Regions from separate parts of the Canis lupus genome. Here region 2 is linked to region 1. A link is a contact called in public Hi-C data. All regions are on one chromosome and are shown on one strand. The core of a region is the stretch at or near the end of the contact, and the rest is flanking DNA. Distances in the headings are between cores, read along the strand shown. Region 1 overlaps KLF3 (Krueppel-like factor 3). Region 2 overlaps TBC1D1 (TBC1 domain family member 1).

What was found. Hi-C and Micro-C count contacts between places; a contact is called where the count stands out from the background.
Region 2: a Hi-C map of blood shows a contact between it and region 1, with 3 times the contacts expected there. The contact joins two enhancer-like sites. A contact is called at or near these places in 3 of 9 Hi-C or Micro-C datasets (amygdala and blood).

Annotation. Positions count from the first base shown.
Region 1 is chr3:74,220,105-74,227,288 of UU_Cfam_GSD_1.0, reverse strand. KLF3 (Krueppel-like factor 3) reads left to right here. Exons shown (of 6, transcript XM_038533491.1): 2 at 5,984-6,079. The coding sequence starts at 6,023. Among named protein-coding and RNA genes, the nearest start is that of KLF3, 13 kb to the left of the region's middle. Within about 2 kb of position 2,023, at least 6 of the 20 cell types and tissues checked have an H3K27ac peak or open chromatin away from gene starts, as enhancers often do. A contact at or near this core is called in blood, where this site is marked.
Region 2 is chr3:74,707,547-74,715,136 of UU_Cfam_GSD_1.0, reverse strand. The region is part of intron 12 of TBC1D1 (TBC1 domain family member 1); the gene reads left to right. Among named protein-coding and RNA genes, the nearest start is that of TBC1D1, 180 kb to the left of the region's middle. Within about 2 kb of position 1,401, at least 3 of the 20 cell types and tissues checked have an H3K27ac peak or open chromatin away from gene starts, as enhancers often do. A contact at or near this core is called in blood, where this site is marked.

The sequences.
Region 1 (7,184 bases), core at 774-3,273:
GCCAGGTGGCAGCGTTGAACTTGAGAGTTTACCTATAAAGAGTATGGGTTTGGGTTTCCCCACCCCCCACCCCCCAGCCCTGCTTTAGCTGGGCCTCAGTCTGCAAACGTGTAGGGATTTTGCTTGGTTGTTACCTTTGCACCTGTCCCTATTTACATGCAAAATCAATTGCTTCACTTGGTCTTTTCCGAGGTACAGGGTGTGGACAGAATCTTATCTGAAGCCATGTCCTGTTTGGACAAGTTGGACTCGCCTTGGCAACTCTCCATAGGGTGGAGCAGATGGGTGGAGGCAGGAAAGTAAAATTGGGTGGCTTGTTAGCAGAGAGAGGAGAGAGGGCGGATTGTTTGCTCACTGGATCATTATATTTAATCTAAAACTAAATAATTAACTTCTTTCCATTTACAAAACATTTTGATGCAAAATGGCCAACCCAGTTTGTGAGGGGCAAAGATTTAGAAATGCTCCATGGCGTTTTTTTTTTCCCCTTTCAAACCAACAATAGAAGACTAAGATAGGTGAAAATCATCCAGCCCTAGGAAAATGCGCATTTCCAGGTAGGGGCCAGCATCTGGCTGTTCCGAAAGCAGCCTGCAACCTAAAAATGCCCTCCCACATTTGTTGCCTGCCCCCACCCCACCCCAACCGCCCTGTCTCTGGCCAAGGCAACTGCCATAAAAATGTGACTCCTCAGGAGCTCTTAAAAGCATTTGGGTACAGAAGTGAAGAAAGAAGTGTTTCTTTTGAAAGGAAGTTCAGTTGCAGGGATGTCCCCTGCTTGCCTGGCCTGGCCCTTCTCCTGACCAGGAGTCTCTCTCTCTCTCTCTCTCTCTCTCTCTCTCTCACACACACACACACACACACGAATTTTTTTTTTTTTTTTTTAGTGTTTTCTTTTTCCCCAGTTCCTTTGGGGAGTAAATGGCAGTGGTGGGGGGGAGGCAGTACACTTTCTCTTTTAACATCCAAACCCTTGGGAAAATTAAGGGCACTTGCAGATGACGTCATGCTTTGTTCCTACTGTTTTTCTCCTTACACCTTGCTGAGGTCAGCAGGAGACAAAGATTGCTCCGAGGCTGGCAGGTCATTTGGAGTCTAAGGGTCAGGCTGGGTTGGGGGAGGATACTGCAGGGACCCTTTGAGGATCTGAGGAATGAGATTTGGAATGTACCCAAGAAGGGAGAAGGTCAGGAGCAAATCCTGCTGTATCACAAGAAACTTAGCTTCAGACACACACACATTGTGTGTGTGTGTGTGTGTGTGTGTGTGTGTGTGTGTGTGATGTTTCTAAGGAAGGGACAATGGTAAGATTGTTTCTATAATAAAACTTGCTCCTGCTTCAAGACAAGCTTCTTTCAAAGGAGGTTTGGTGACATCATAGGCTCCTCTTACATCAAGAGTTGTGCTTATTTCTGAGCTCTGCAGCTCATTTGTATCCTCCTAAATCAGCTGTTGAGTAGGCCTCCTGGTGGACTGGATGAGTGTGAGATGGAACTGCATTCCTTCTGAAACTTTATGTAAATGATTTTCACCAAAGCTTTTAAATACCTAAATCACACGTTTTTGCATTTTGACAAAAAAATCTGACCCATGTCTTAACTTGGGAAAAGTCAGAAGTGTAAGTAGAGAGAGTGAAGGGAAATGTGTTTCTTCTCTTTGGAGAAAAAATTCAGTCGGATGGCTCTTCCCAGCAAAATAACCCAGTTAGGGAGGGATGACATTTGTTCCGGTTATGGAAAATCATTCTGGCAAGTTCAGTAGGGCTACGATGTAAATGCATTAATGATTGGAAAATAGCTGTTTGAAAAAACAAAAACAAAAAACAGAACCACGTTTGGGGACTTCTCATCTCCGTGGCACCCACAGAAAGTGGTTAACAGAATTCCTGGGCCCGCTTACAACCCACTGGGTTTAAGGACGGGGAGGTCGGCAAACTCCCATTTCCCGCGTGTCCTTAGCCCCTAATACCTGTTGTAGCGCGCCACCTCCTGGTTCTGCTCAAGACTGCGGTCCGTGTCGCGTAAGAGCTTTCCGGCCGCGGTTGTGTTTTATTTAGTGTCCTTTACCGAGGATGTTAGTGTCCCCCGAGCCTGAGCTGTCCACATGGAACAAGATCCACTGCGTTCTAGTTCTTTCAGTGCATAAGTTACTTCTCAGTCGTATGCATGGCACCTTGGAGACTTTGCAGTCACTCCTCCTAGAACCCAAAGACACGGTCAGGACCAGAGATAGGCACAGGAGTTAGTTACAGACTATAGAATTTTTCTGCACATAAATAAACAAATGCCTGATTTGTGTTCCTGTGTTCCATTCTCTTCCTAAATTTGGTTTCTTTCTGGCTTAGCTTCCCTCCTGTGCTTTGATTGAGTTTTAATTCTAGAATTGATACATTTAAACATTGGCACACAGATGTGTGTTTAAAGCTCTCCCACCCCGTGACCCCCTCCCAAGAAGGGCCGTCTGGTTGACAGTTTAAGAGTGTACAGTCTTCTTTGCACGTCCTTCACCTCTTGTTCCATATCCTGTGACTATCGCTGAAAGTATGATCGGTCCTTTTAGAGGCAGCCAGGTCGGGAACGGAATACTGTTCGACGTGCAAATGGACAGTGAGTGAGTTTGGTTCTATTCATAATGATATTTGAATGTTGCAGACTTTGTCCAGCGTTGCGTTGTCTAAGTCTTTCAAAATGAGATCTTCTAATTGTACCACTTCTTTTTCATTCACTAGCTGAAATACTTCTATAATGAGAACTATCACTTCACCAGGGATTGAATTACTCTTGAGGTACAGTTTTGAACATATTATAAACATACCTTCACAATTATTTTTTAATAAATTTTATTAGGAAAAAAATTTATTAGGGCAGATGCTCTATATTAGACTTTACCTTTTTCATTTATGATTTCAAGTTGTGGAGCATTCATTTCCTAAAATTCAGATAAAACATAAACATTAATGAAGCGATTTAAATAACGTCTTTAAGTGATAAGAGATAGAGTAGGTTAATGTGTCATTCATTTCTAAATGGATTTAATAGCCACGGCTCTGGGCATTAGGAAAAGTTGTTAATGGCTTTATGAGCTAAATGGTGGAGTTAGAATTTGAACCAGAGCCCATCCTAATTCCACTGTGTGCTCTTACTGGTAGTGAAGGCTGTAAGGTACCGCGAGGCATACACTTGCTGGGAAGCTATTGCAGTGGTGCAGCTGGGAAGTGGCAAGCCCCTCTGTGAGCTCTCAGGCAGGATGTAGGCTGGTAGTCACTTTTAAACTGAATTCAGTCTGAGTCTTTTAAAGGGCAGAGGGGACCGACCTCTAAAGCCTACCTACGTTAGCAAAGAGACAAATGCTTGACTTTGCTCCTGAAGTTGGAACCAACAGCGTTAGTGCCGTGTACACACCTATGTATATCCAGAAATTGCGTATGTGTTTATTGATACGAACTCTTTACAGGGCAAAGGGTTCTGTTTTGCTTTAAATTTCATAGCTAGGATGCAGCTCTCCTGTTTGAGTCTCAGGACCATGACCGGGGCACCTGCGTGGCTCAGTTGTTGAGCTTCTGCCTTTGGCTCAGGGTATGATCCTGGAGTCCTGGGATCGAGTCCCACGTCAGCTTCCTGCAGGGAGCCTGCTTCTCCCTCTGCCTGTGTCTCTGCCTCTCTCTCTGTGTCTTTCATGAATAAATAAATAAAATCTTAAAAAAAAGAGAGAGAGACCAAGACCAGAGCTCTTTTTGTTATGCACCTGAGAATAGGACTGCTTATATTTAGAAGGATTTGCATCAAGATACCCTTCAGTCAAGTGGATGAATCTAAGAGTAAATTCAATTTAAAAGGCTTGGGGGAAGGGTAGCCATTAAATTAAATTTAAAAGGCTTGGGGGAAGGGTGGCCAGCCAAAGGTCAGGGCTGCTGAATTACCTGACCTCATTGATTTGAGCAGAAGATCTCACATCTTTTGTTTATAGTCTGCTGTGAGGCACTGGACAGTATTTTTTAGAACCATATCCATCTCCGCAGCTGCTTGGCTGGGAACTGGTTAATAATAGATCCTAAGACACAAAAGGGGTTTTCATCCTTCATTATGAAATCATCCATTTTTCACTGGCTGTTGGGGTTTGTTTTTGCTGGCATACATAAGAGGGTATTAGCACCATTGATTTGAGCAGCCTGGTATCAAATTGTGTTCACAGATTATAATACATACTGTGGTGTAGGAAAATAAAATTCGAAGTTAGAGCCTTATGTTGAGTTAATGACGATACTCACGTGTTGTCATGAGACCCAGAACAGTCTTTCTTCAACTGAGCAAGGGAGCACAAGAACGACACAGTATTACTTTTATAATCGTATGTGAAGATTTCGTAGTAAAACCCACAGAGCGTGGATACAACTGCTATTGTGGAGGTGGGGCTGGGGAGTTTTAATCCTGAAATACAGGAGGTAACCTAGAACCAGAGACTTCTGCAGCTTTTTCAGGTAGACTGCAGTCCAGAACTCGTTCACTCTCCCACACAAACCAAAGTGGTCCAGTAAAGACCTTGCCTTCAACCAAAGCTCTGAAGCCTGAAACCAAATTTGGATAGTAGGTGCCTAAAGCAGGTTGTCGAAGATCTGGGTGGGTAGTAGCTGGGCAGTGATTCGCAAACATATGAAATGCAGTTGGATGTTGAGCAAAGTTGAGCAAAAAATTCTGTTTTGTGAGGAAGCAGTTGGCTTGATGTAGATTAGTGCCAGCAGTGAACTAGTACAGAACACAGAAGAAAAGGGAGGGATAACACGAGCATAACAACAGAAGAAGAGAAAGGCCAAATGGGATTAAGATGGACATTTCCTTTACATTAGGCTGTAGATTAGCTTATTTCCTAATGAAGAATTGGGAGTGAATACCAAAAAATAAGTCTTCATGTATAAAAAGTGGGTTAGGAAACAATGGGCAGCTTGGGGATGGGGAAGGAGTCAAGACCTCAATATATAGGCATTTCTCTAGAGGAGACATGCAAATGGAAAATAAAAATGGAAAAAATTTGACTTTAACAAAATCAATTTAGAATAAAAATAGTTTGCCAGTTTGAAACTGACAAACTAACCAAGTTGTTTTTTTTTTTTTTTTTTTAAGTGGTAATGCACATTGCAGGTGGGCATGTTGAGAAATGGGTTCTGTTTTATTCATGGAAATAATAGAGCATTTTTGCTGGATGATAGATCAGCTGCTTTGGAAAATGTACATGCTTCTCACCCAAGAATTCCTCCACGTGAGATTTACCCTTACGCTATTTAACAATAAATTAAGGGTGTGCAGGAAGGCATAAGTATAAAGATGCTCACTGCCATCCATAATGATGAACATTTAGAAGCAATCTAAGTGCCCAGTAAAAAGGGATACTTTAAAAAAAAGCTGTGTTCACACAGTGGCACACTGAATTCCACAGTATGGAACCATACTTACTGAAAAAGAAACATTTTTACAATCAGTTGTCAAGTGAAATTATAGGTACTAAATCGTATGTATACTATAATCCATTTTAAAAGAGAGTTTGGAAGGATAAAAACAAAGTTATGAATGGTGGTTGGTTCTAGGTTTTCTTTTTGCCTGTCTTGTTTTTTTCTTGATTTGTCTGTAATGAACATAAGGAAAAATGTTTAACATTCATATATCATGTGAACTGATGGTGAATTGCACAGCAATGTTATGCAAGCTTTGCTGCTCAGGAGGGACTGTACATATTGTTCCAGAAAATGTCAGGGTTTATGTATTGGAGTTAGAAATGCCAGTTGGCTCTCATCTACTTATGACCGTGGAATCTGGTTTTAATTATATAAAATGGCATCTTTCATAGGTAAGGAAAATAAATTCCAGCCATTCTGGGGCCAGGGGAGAGGAAGGAGCAGAGAAGGGGTTTGAGGAATATTAGGTTTTATTTTTACTCACTTATGTTTAAAGTGACCTTGGGATTTATTTGGACACCTTGTTTTGTTTTCTAGGCTAAACCTCAGAGCACCCTAGAAAGCTTAACTAAAAGAATGCTCATGTTTGACCCGGTCCCTGTCAAGCAAGAGGTCATGGACTCTGTGTCGGTGGTAAGTTTTCCAAAATTGAACACCTCTTCCTATTTACTGCAAGTGGCAATAACATTATTGTGTGTTGTGTTATTCCTTAAAGTTACTCATCACTTGACAGGCATTTGGTAAACGCACTTTTCTCAAAGCCACGGTTGGTAACTGGGCTAAACACCCTCCTAGCACCTTTAATACCATATACCCTTCAATAGATGGGATCCATGTCTCCTCAAGACCAGTACCCCAGGCCCCCCAAGATGTGATCAGCATAGAACTTGGGTCACAGGTGAATCTAGTCATGACAGAAGGAGGTTTATAAAAACTCCTCAGTTACCAGCTTTTTTGTTGGGGCTCTTGGGATTATTGGTTTGCCCCCCTCAAAAAAAAAAAGCCTGACCAGACTGATTTTTAAAAATTAATGTGCATCCAGGATATTAAAAAAAAATCCCATACTCAATGTTTATCATGATTAAGAAGCTTTCAGCTGTACTTTTACAAGAAATCTGCATCAAGAATGTGTTTCTATGAGGTGTTCTTACTCAAGATCACCAACCCAATTATATAGAATAGTTTCTTAAAAATGTTTGTGAATGTCCTTTTCTTTTTCAATACTGGAAGAAAAAAAAATATTCCGTTTTGTGTCCTGTGGTGTTCAGCATGTCCTTCCTGGAGCTGATTAAATAAAAGATGAAACCTGGGGAAGAAAAAAATTCTCAGCCCTGCATCTAAAAATGTATTCGGGGGACACCTGGGTGGCTCAGTGGTTGAGTGTTTGCCTTTGGCTCAGATTGTGATCCTGGGGTTCTGGGATCGAGTCCTACAGCAGGCTCCCCATGGGGAGCCTGCTTCTCCCTCTGCCTACGTCTCTGCCTCTCTCCCTGTGTCTCCCATGAATAAGTAAATAAAATCTTAAATAAAATACAAACATATTTAGAATAAAGCCAATGACAACAGCTTATACTGAGCTGTGCCTGAGTGAGATGGTTGAAGAGAAGGTAACGAGAGAGGACCTAGCCATGAGGATGGGATTCCTTTCCACTATGGAAGAGTCTGTGGCTGGGAGGGAATCTTGTTGTCTTTTTCAACACCTTCGTGCAAAGCCAACCCCTCAGGAAGCTTCTGAGCC
Region 2 (7,590 bases), core at 152-2,651, 490 kb before region 1:
GGGATGTCCTTGGGACACCAAGGACTCCACAGCATATGGAGGATACTCACATGGTTAGAAAGAACCTCTCTGAGCCTCCTGGACAGTGTGCAGGGTGTTTGCACCATGGCTTTAGCTTGTTGGCAAAGTGCATGTCATTACTTGAAGTTAGAGCCAGGGGAGACGTGGGTCCTGCTCCTGCACCACCCCAGGTACACACCTGAGGCAACAGGCCCCGCCTCACTCACCTCGCCGCTGTCTTTTCTGGAGTCAGAGATGGAAAAGCCAGGCACGGGCCAAGAGTGCTGGCAAACATAGGAGACTGGTCTCTCTTCAAACTCCCTCAATGGGGAGAGACAGACGACCAGAATCATTGCAAAGAAAGAGACATTGCACTCTTTAAAATCATCCCAGCAGAAGGTCCAGAGGATGGGCAGCTTTCCAGATGTCCAGAGGTTGACACGTCTAGTGAGCTGAGATCTGGCCAGCTAAGCACACGGTCCCAGGCTCTGGAGGATCAGCTCCTGGCATGCTGACCTTTCTGGAAATTTAAGGTGCCGTTTCTGGGCTGTGTGCACAGTACTTGGTTTTTTCTGTGTTGTGCCAAGGAGCTTAGAAAAGTGTCCGTCCTTTGGAGTGGAAATAAGTCTTTACCAAATGACTTTGTTCCATCAGAGCAGCCAATTTTTCTCATTTGTTTTGCGCCATGTGCACACGTAACACCTCTCACTTCTTAGGAACTGTACGTGGAAGCTGGGAGGTGTTCTGGGAGGTGCCATGTTCAGTCATGGTCAGTAGACTTTCAGAAGGAAATGTTGTTTAATGAGTTTTTTGGGCGAAGTAAGCTCTGGTAACGTTTAAAGAATTTGCTTACTACAAACAGTTTTCAAAGAACATTTGAACTTGATATGTTCACTTTAACTCATAAACCAGATTGCGTGAAGTCTGTTAGGGTTTTGAATGAACATCAAGGTGCTGTCTTTGGAGGGGTGGAAGCCACCTTAGTGATCACACTGTTGGTTTCCATTGTCTCATTGATGACAAGGCCTGCAATCTTACACAGCGACAACCCAAGCTTCCCAACCTCCGAGCAGATGTGGCTACCAAAGAGAGTGCTGCTTCCTGAGTTGGCTTCCTTCAGGATATGGGCCCTTATAAGGAAGGCAGTGAGGCTGGGGTTTTCCAGGTGGAAAGGTCACCTTTCCACATATAGCCCAGTGAGCAGTGTGTCAAGTTGGGGGAAGAACCGGGGTCACTGTTGTAAACTTCTTGTTTCACAGTGTGGATTTCCCCATCCCCTCTCCCCAGTGAAGCACAAAAAAGTATTTCCTAACTTTTAAGTCATGGGCTTCCTCTCATGGAGTCTGACCTTAGATCATATCCAGATAAGCATTGTGTAATGGGATGGGTGGGGTTCGCGTGTTTAGCCACAGATGCATGAGAAGGGGTGAGGGGAAGGGCAGCAGAGTTTGTAGCTGGGGCCCTTAGCATCATCCATCCTTGTCAGCCACCAACTCAGAGTCCTCACTGCAGGACCATTATGCAAGCAGAACCTCATCGAGCTTCCCTTGCTGCTTGGACAGGTCACCCGTGTGTGCCATTAGGACCTTTCCTTCCTCCCTCCTGCCTTGGATTTTTTTTTTTGGGGGGGGTGTTATTCAAGGGTCAGTTGTATTTTCTCTGATACTATATCAACAGATTGTGTTTGTCTCATGTCTCGAGGCTACAGAGTTGTTCTTTTCTCTTATCATCTCTCGCGTGTTCAAGTGATTTTTCACTGGCAGGTGGGCTTATCATGGCCAGCACTGGAATAGCCCTCCAGGTAATCTGGGGACTTGGAAGCACATGTTTGTTAAGTACCTGGTTGGTGCCCTGGAACAGATGGGGTTGGAAGTACCATTCAAAATCTACTTCCTGCACGGGGGTACGTCAGGTTGTCCTGCACTGACAAGGAAGCAGGCTATGTGAAGAAGTGGGATAAAAGGTAGACCAGATGACTGTTCACCTCTAAGCCCTATCCCAGGAGCTGGTTTATAAAAGATGCCCCCCAGATAAAATATATAAGATGTCACATGGCAGCACAAGTCAGCTGCCTTATTGACATGAATAGCAAGTAGCGTGGATTCGGAAGGGAGGGTGGCTCTGAGCTGGAGTACCATGGCACCTTTGCTCAAGCAGCTCTTTCTTCCTGGCGTCCAGGTCCCCTCTTCCCCTGCCAAAAAAAAAAAAAAGGTTGTGATTTTTGCCAGTCCATCAAGACTCAAAACACCATCTTATTCCTTCTGGTCATAATAAAACCTTGTTACCTGTACTTTCATAATTTTTTTCTTAGCTACTGACTGCACTCTTTTTTTAAGGAAAGTTCTTAGAGGCCCTAAACCCCACGTAATCTGATTGCTCTGCCAAAATGGAGAGAAGGGGTAGCGTAGAACTCTATTTGCTCCTCCTGTGGATTGAGTGTGTGTGTCCCCTGAAAATTCACATGTTGAAGCTCCAGTACCTAATGTGCTGGTGTTTGGAGGTGGGGCCTTTGGGAGGCAGCTGGGTTTAGAGGAGGCCACGTGGGTCAAGCGTCCACCATGGGATCTGGGATCCATGCCTCATAAGTGAGAGGAGGAGGAGACCAGAGTGTGCACGCACTCACTCTTTGCCACGTAAGGGCATAACAAGGAGGCAAGCCAGGAGAAGGGTGCTGGCACTCTGAATTTGGATTTCCAGCCTCCAGAACTGTGAGAAATAAATGTCTGTTGCTGCAGCCACTCAGTCTATGGTTCGTTGTTTCAGCAGCCCCAGATAAGGCAGCTGCATTCCCCACCCCTCCCAGGCCCCTGACTTTGCTGTCAGCTTCGTGGGGCATAGTTTGAAAGCTCTCATTCCGTGATGCGGCCACTCATACGTGCCAGGTTCAACTCTAACACCCCCCCACTCCAGTGCCCTTCACTGTGGTCAGGGGGGATCTGATGGTGAAGATGTTGCTTTCCTCTCTAGGCTTCTAGGAAGACCCCTGAGACTGAGCATACCTTCCTTGCAGGGTGTGGGGCAGGAGCTGTCCTGCTTGGAGGAGGCTCACATGGAGGAGGTGCTGGAAGCTGGGCTGTAAACAGATGAGCTGCTTTTCTGCAGATGGTCAAATATCACGAATTGAGAAATCGTGATCTTAGCTTTTAGTAGTATATTTTTCTGTTTCTGTCGGGTGACTCATCGGTCTATGTTTCTGACTGTGTTCATATCTGGAAGTTTTTTGGAAGGAAATTTATTATCATGGTAATAGTGTGGGTAGTTGATCTGGGTCAGAAGGGAGGGATGACTTTCTGAATGCATTTCTTGAGAGAATGGTATTAATTTTATTTCAAACAATTGCCTTTGACAAAGATGAAAAGGAGATTTGGTTGGTGTTTGACAATCAAGATATGTTCTATTTTAGATTTTTACTTAATGTCAGGTTATCCGTTATGGATGGGGTCCTTAATTAATTTGAAATAATTTATTTAAAAGGTAACTCCATTTCCTAGTGTCATATAAGGTGAAACCACCAATTAAGATAAATCTGTGACTTTAAGTAAGTGGCTGAAAAAAATGCCGAATTCCAGAGGCCAGGGATTCTTGAACTTCATGGTGCATAGAATTCCAGCTGTTAAAAGCCGGGTCATGGAACACCTGGGTGGCTCAGTGGTTGAGCGTCTGCCTTTCCGCTCAGGGCATGATCCCAGGGTCCTGGGGCTGAGTCCCACTTTGGTCTCCCCGCAGGGAGCCTGCTTCTCCCTCTGCCTCTCTCTGTGTCTCTCTCATGAATAAATAAATTAAAATCTTAAAAATAAATAAATAAATAAAATAAAATCCAGGTCACTGGGTCCCACCCCAGAGTCTGTGAACCAGTGGGTCTAAGGTGAGGCCACGACTCATGTTTCTACCAACCAACCAGATGATCCGATGCTGCTGGTCTGGAGACCACACTGTGAGAACTGCTCTCCCACAGGCAGGGCTCATGGCCCAAGTTCTGTGGGTGCTGCCCCCGTGTGCTGCTGTGAGGATGCAGGTCAGGGAGACTGTCCTCCATACCCCCTGTGGGGTCCAGGCAGGGTGAGCTTGAGCAGCGGCTGTCCCCTGACAGACGTGTCAGGGAGAGCTAACAGTGTAAATGGTGAGTGTAAGATGGGCTGACATCTTTTAAAATCTCCATGTGGATGAGATCAGAGGCCTAAGTATGAGTAACAGGGTCACTCCCCACATTATATACTCACCAGCTCTGAAGCAGAACCCCATGGCTTGTCATTTTTTCACTTCCCTAGAACTTGTGTCCGGATGACGGTCTTGCTTACCAGTGCAGGAGGCCCTTCACTGCTCAACCTGACCCATTTCTCACCATCTGCGTGTGCTTCCCCGACCCCAGCGTACACCCTTGCCCAGGGTCACGTGGAACCACCTGAAATTCCCAAAGTCATCACGGTGTTATATTTTTTTAATTTTTTTAAAAGATTTTATTTATTTACTCATGAGAGACACCGAGAGAGAGAGAGAGAGAGAGAGAGAGAGAGAGAGAGGCAGAGACACAGGCAGAGGGAGAAGCAGGCACCATGCAGGGAGCCCAACGCGGGACTCGATCCCAGGACTGCAGGATCATGCCCCAGGCCGAAGGCAGGCGCCAAACCGCTGAGCCACACAGGGATCCCCATCGTGGTGTTTTAATTCCTGTATTTCATGCAGAGTGACCTTCCGTCTCTGGCGGTTGTCCTGAGGTTGTGCTTCGGGACTTGGCCCTTGACCATTGCGTCCAGCACTGTCCCGCCCCTACCCCCACGAAGGGATCAGAGTGGGACTGGCCCTCCTGGAGGTCAGTCTTCCATGGTGTTCCTGTGAGTGCTGACCGTGTCCCCCACTGTCCAGACGAGGAGGGAGAGAGCACTGGGGTGTGGGGGGCAGTGGGCATGCAGTGGCTGCTGGTGGGCGTTCCAGTGCCTCCTTGCACACGCATGCTGCTGGCACCACCCGGAGGTCTCTTGTGCTGCCAGTGGTGCTTGTCCACCCTGATGTGTCCCAGGACATGGCCAGAACCACAGTTTGAGATCCAGTGTTCTGGACGTGGCAATAGGAGAGCAAACTGTGACAGGGCTCAGCGTTTTATAGTCCAACAGACCAAATATATGCTCATCTGTAATAGTTTTATTGACTTTAATCAAGAAACAAGAGCCCTGACCTTCAGCCCTCTTGAAAAGTACAGTATTGTTCCCCTTGCAGATGCCAAAACAAATGCAATTTATTTCAAAGGATAATTTTATCTCGTGCATTAAATATAAAAATTCATCTACAGCATTTTCCTGGCTCTTCTCAAGCTTTTATGCAGGCCTTAGTTTTCCTAGGCACCACCTCCCCACCGCTGGGGGGGAACCAAGCTCCGGGTGCCTCTGCTCTCGGTGCAGGTGGGGGTGTGGGCTGACCAGAGCCCCAGGAGCGTCCCCTGCCCACCTTTCCTTCAGTCCTGGGCCCTCTGCCTGGCCGTCTGCCCTGCGCTTCCACCACCACGCCGCCCTCCCTGCAGTTCCTCGGAGCTGACCTCACAACCCCGGAGCAGGTGGATTCAGGGCTTTCAGCTTCCTTGACCCCCAAGTCCTCTTCATAGAGTCTTGGAGACTCCCGACGAATAGTTAATTTAGAAGGGTGTAGGGACAGAGACCTGGAAGAATCAGGTCTTCTGTTCTAGGTTTTTTTTTTTTTTTTTTTTTTTTTTTTTTTTTAAGATTTTATCTATTTATTCATGAGAGACCCACAGAGAGAGGCAGAGACACAGGCAGAGGGAGAAGCAGGCTCCCCGCAGGGAGCCCGATGCGGGACTCGATTCCAGGACCCTGGGATCACACCCTGAGCTGAAGGCAGATGCTCAACCGCTGAGCCACCCAGGCGTCCCCTCTTTCTAGTCTCTGCATAGCTTAATAAAATGTGTGTGCCCAGCTCCTCAGCCCTTACCGTGCCCTCCCCTTGCACCCCACTCCAGCAGAGTTAGGCTCGCTAGCCTGTCTTCATAGCTCCCCCCACCCAGCACTGGTTCACATGGTTTTATACCAGCCCGTCGTTTGACCCACCAAGCTGTGCGTTCCCCGACAGCCCTGGTACCTTCCCAGTGCTGAGGAATGTGTAAGTGCAATACATCTCCCTAAAGGCTGTAAAAACCTCACATCTTTCATGATTCCCAATTCCTTACTCATTAATACATAAGTTAACCGTTCAATGCTTTCTGTAATCTGGACTCAACCACTCCTGTCTCGTTTTCACACACACACACACACACACACACCTCTGCTCATTAGCCGAAATGGGTCATTGGAGGAGTCCTTGAGAGTCGCCTGGGCACCTGGTTTATGCCGCCCCGTTTACTTGAAATGCCTCCCATCATTTCCATCTGTGTGACTTTTCCTTGTCCTTTAGGAAAGATCGCCGCTTCCAAAAACTGCTCCTGATGATGGTGATAAGAGTGGCGGTTGCCATTTTATTGAACACTTGCTATGTGCCAGGCTTGTATTTTCCACACATTTACCTATTTGACCACACACACACACAACTCCACACAGTATAGATACTCTTACGCAGATTTCGCAGACGAGGGAACAGATGTAAAGCGTCAAACCACATGTTTGCGGTTGAGTAGGTTAGTGGTGGAGCTGGGATTTGACCCCGGATGTGTGACCCCCCCACAGCTCATGCTCTTGACCTGATAGACAGGAGAGATTTCATTTTTCTTTGAATTTCTAGAACACTTTCTTTGTATTTCCCAGCGGCCAAGTACTTCTCCCAATCACCCTGTCGAAATTTGAGGGATTATGTCCTACTCATATCTGGATTTCTAGCAGGCATGTGGCAGAGACTTCTTTTTACCAAATGTTTTTTTTTTTTTTTTTTAAATCCCATTTTCTTGGGGCACCTGGGTGGCTCAGTGGCTGAGCATCTGCCTTTGGGTTCGGTTGTGATTCTGGAGTCCTGGTATTGAGTCCCGCATCAGGCTCCCTGCATGGAGCCTGCTTCTCCCTCCCTCCCTCCCTCCCTCCCTCCCTCTCTCTCTCTCTCTCTCTCTCTCTGTCTCTCATGAATAAGTACATAAAATCTTAAAAAAAAAAAAAATCTTGTCCCTCTATCCTCATCTCTTGGTAACAACTGTTTTACTCTCTTTTTTTAAATGCATTTTTAAAAATTTTTAAGTTTTTATTTAAATTCCAGAGTGGTCCATGAATAAATAAATAAAGTATTTAAAATAAATCCCATTTTCCTGTGGCTGGACCATTCTATAATGCAACTGTAGAAAATAACAAGGTTCTTTATTATAATTATTACTATTTTCCATAAAACATCCAAAGAAGTCCCAGTTGGATATAGAGCAGCCCTGGGTAAATGAATCCTTTTGGCGACTGCTCCACGTGTCTCTGCTCTTCCCCGGGCACAGGGCAGAGCCGGGAACACAGACGTCTCTGCGCTCTCGGCAGCTCCGTCCTGTCGTAGGAGAGGTAAAGTTGTTCATGCTCTGTAAATAGTTTGACAGCATTCACAGAGGACTGCCTGTTCCTTCCTGACATCCACACGGCTATTTTACTCTTTTTTTTTTTTTTTTTTTTTAAGAAATTTTCT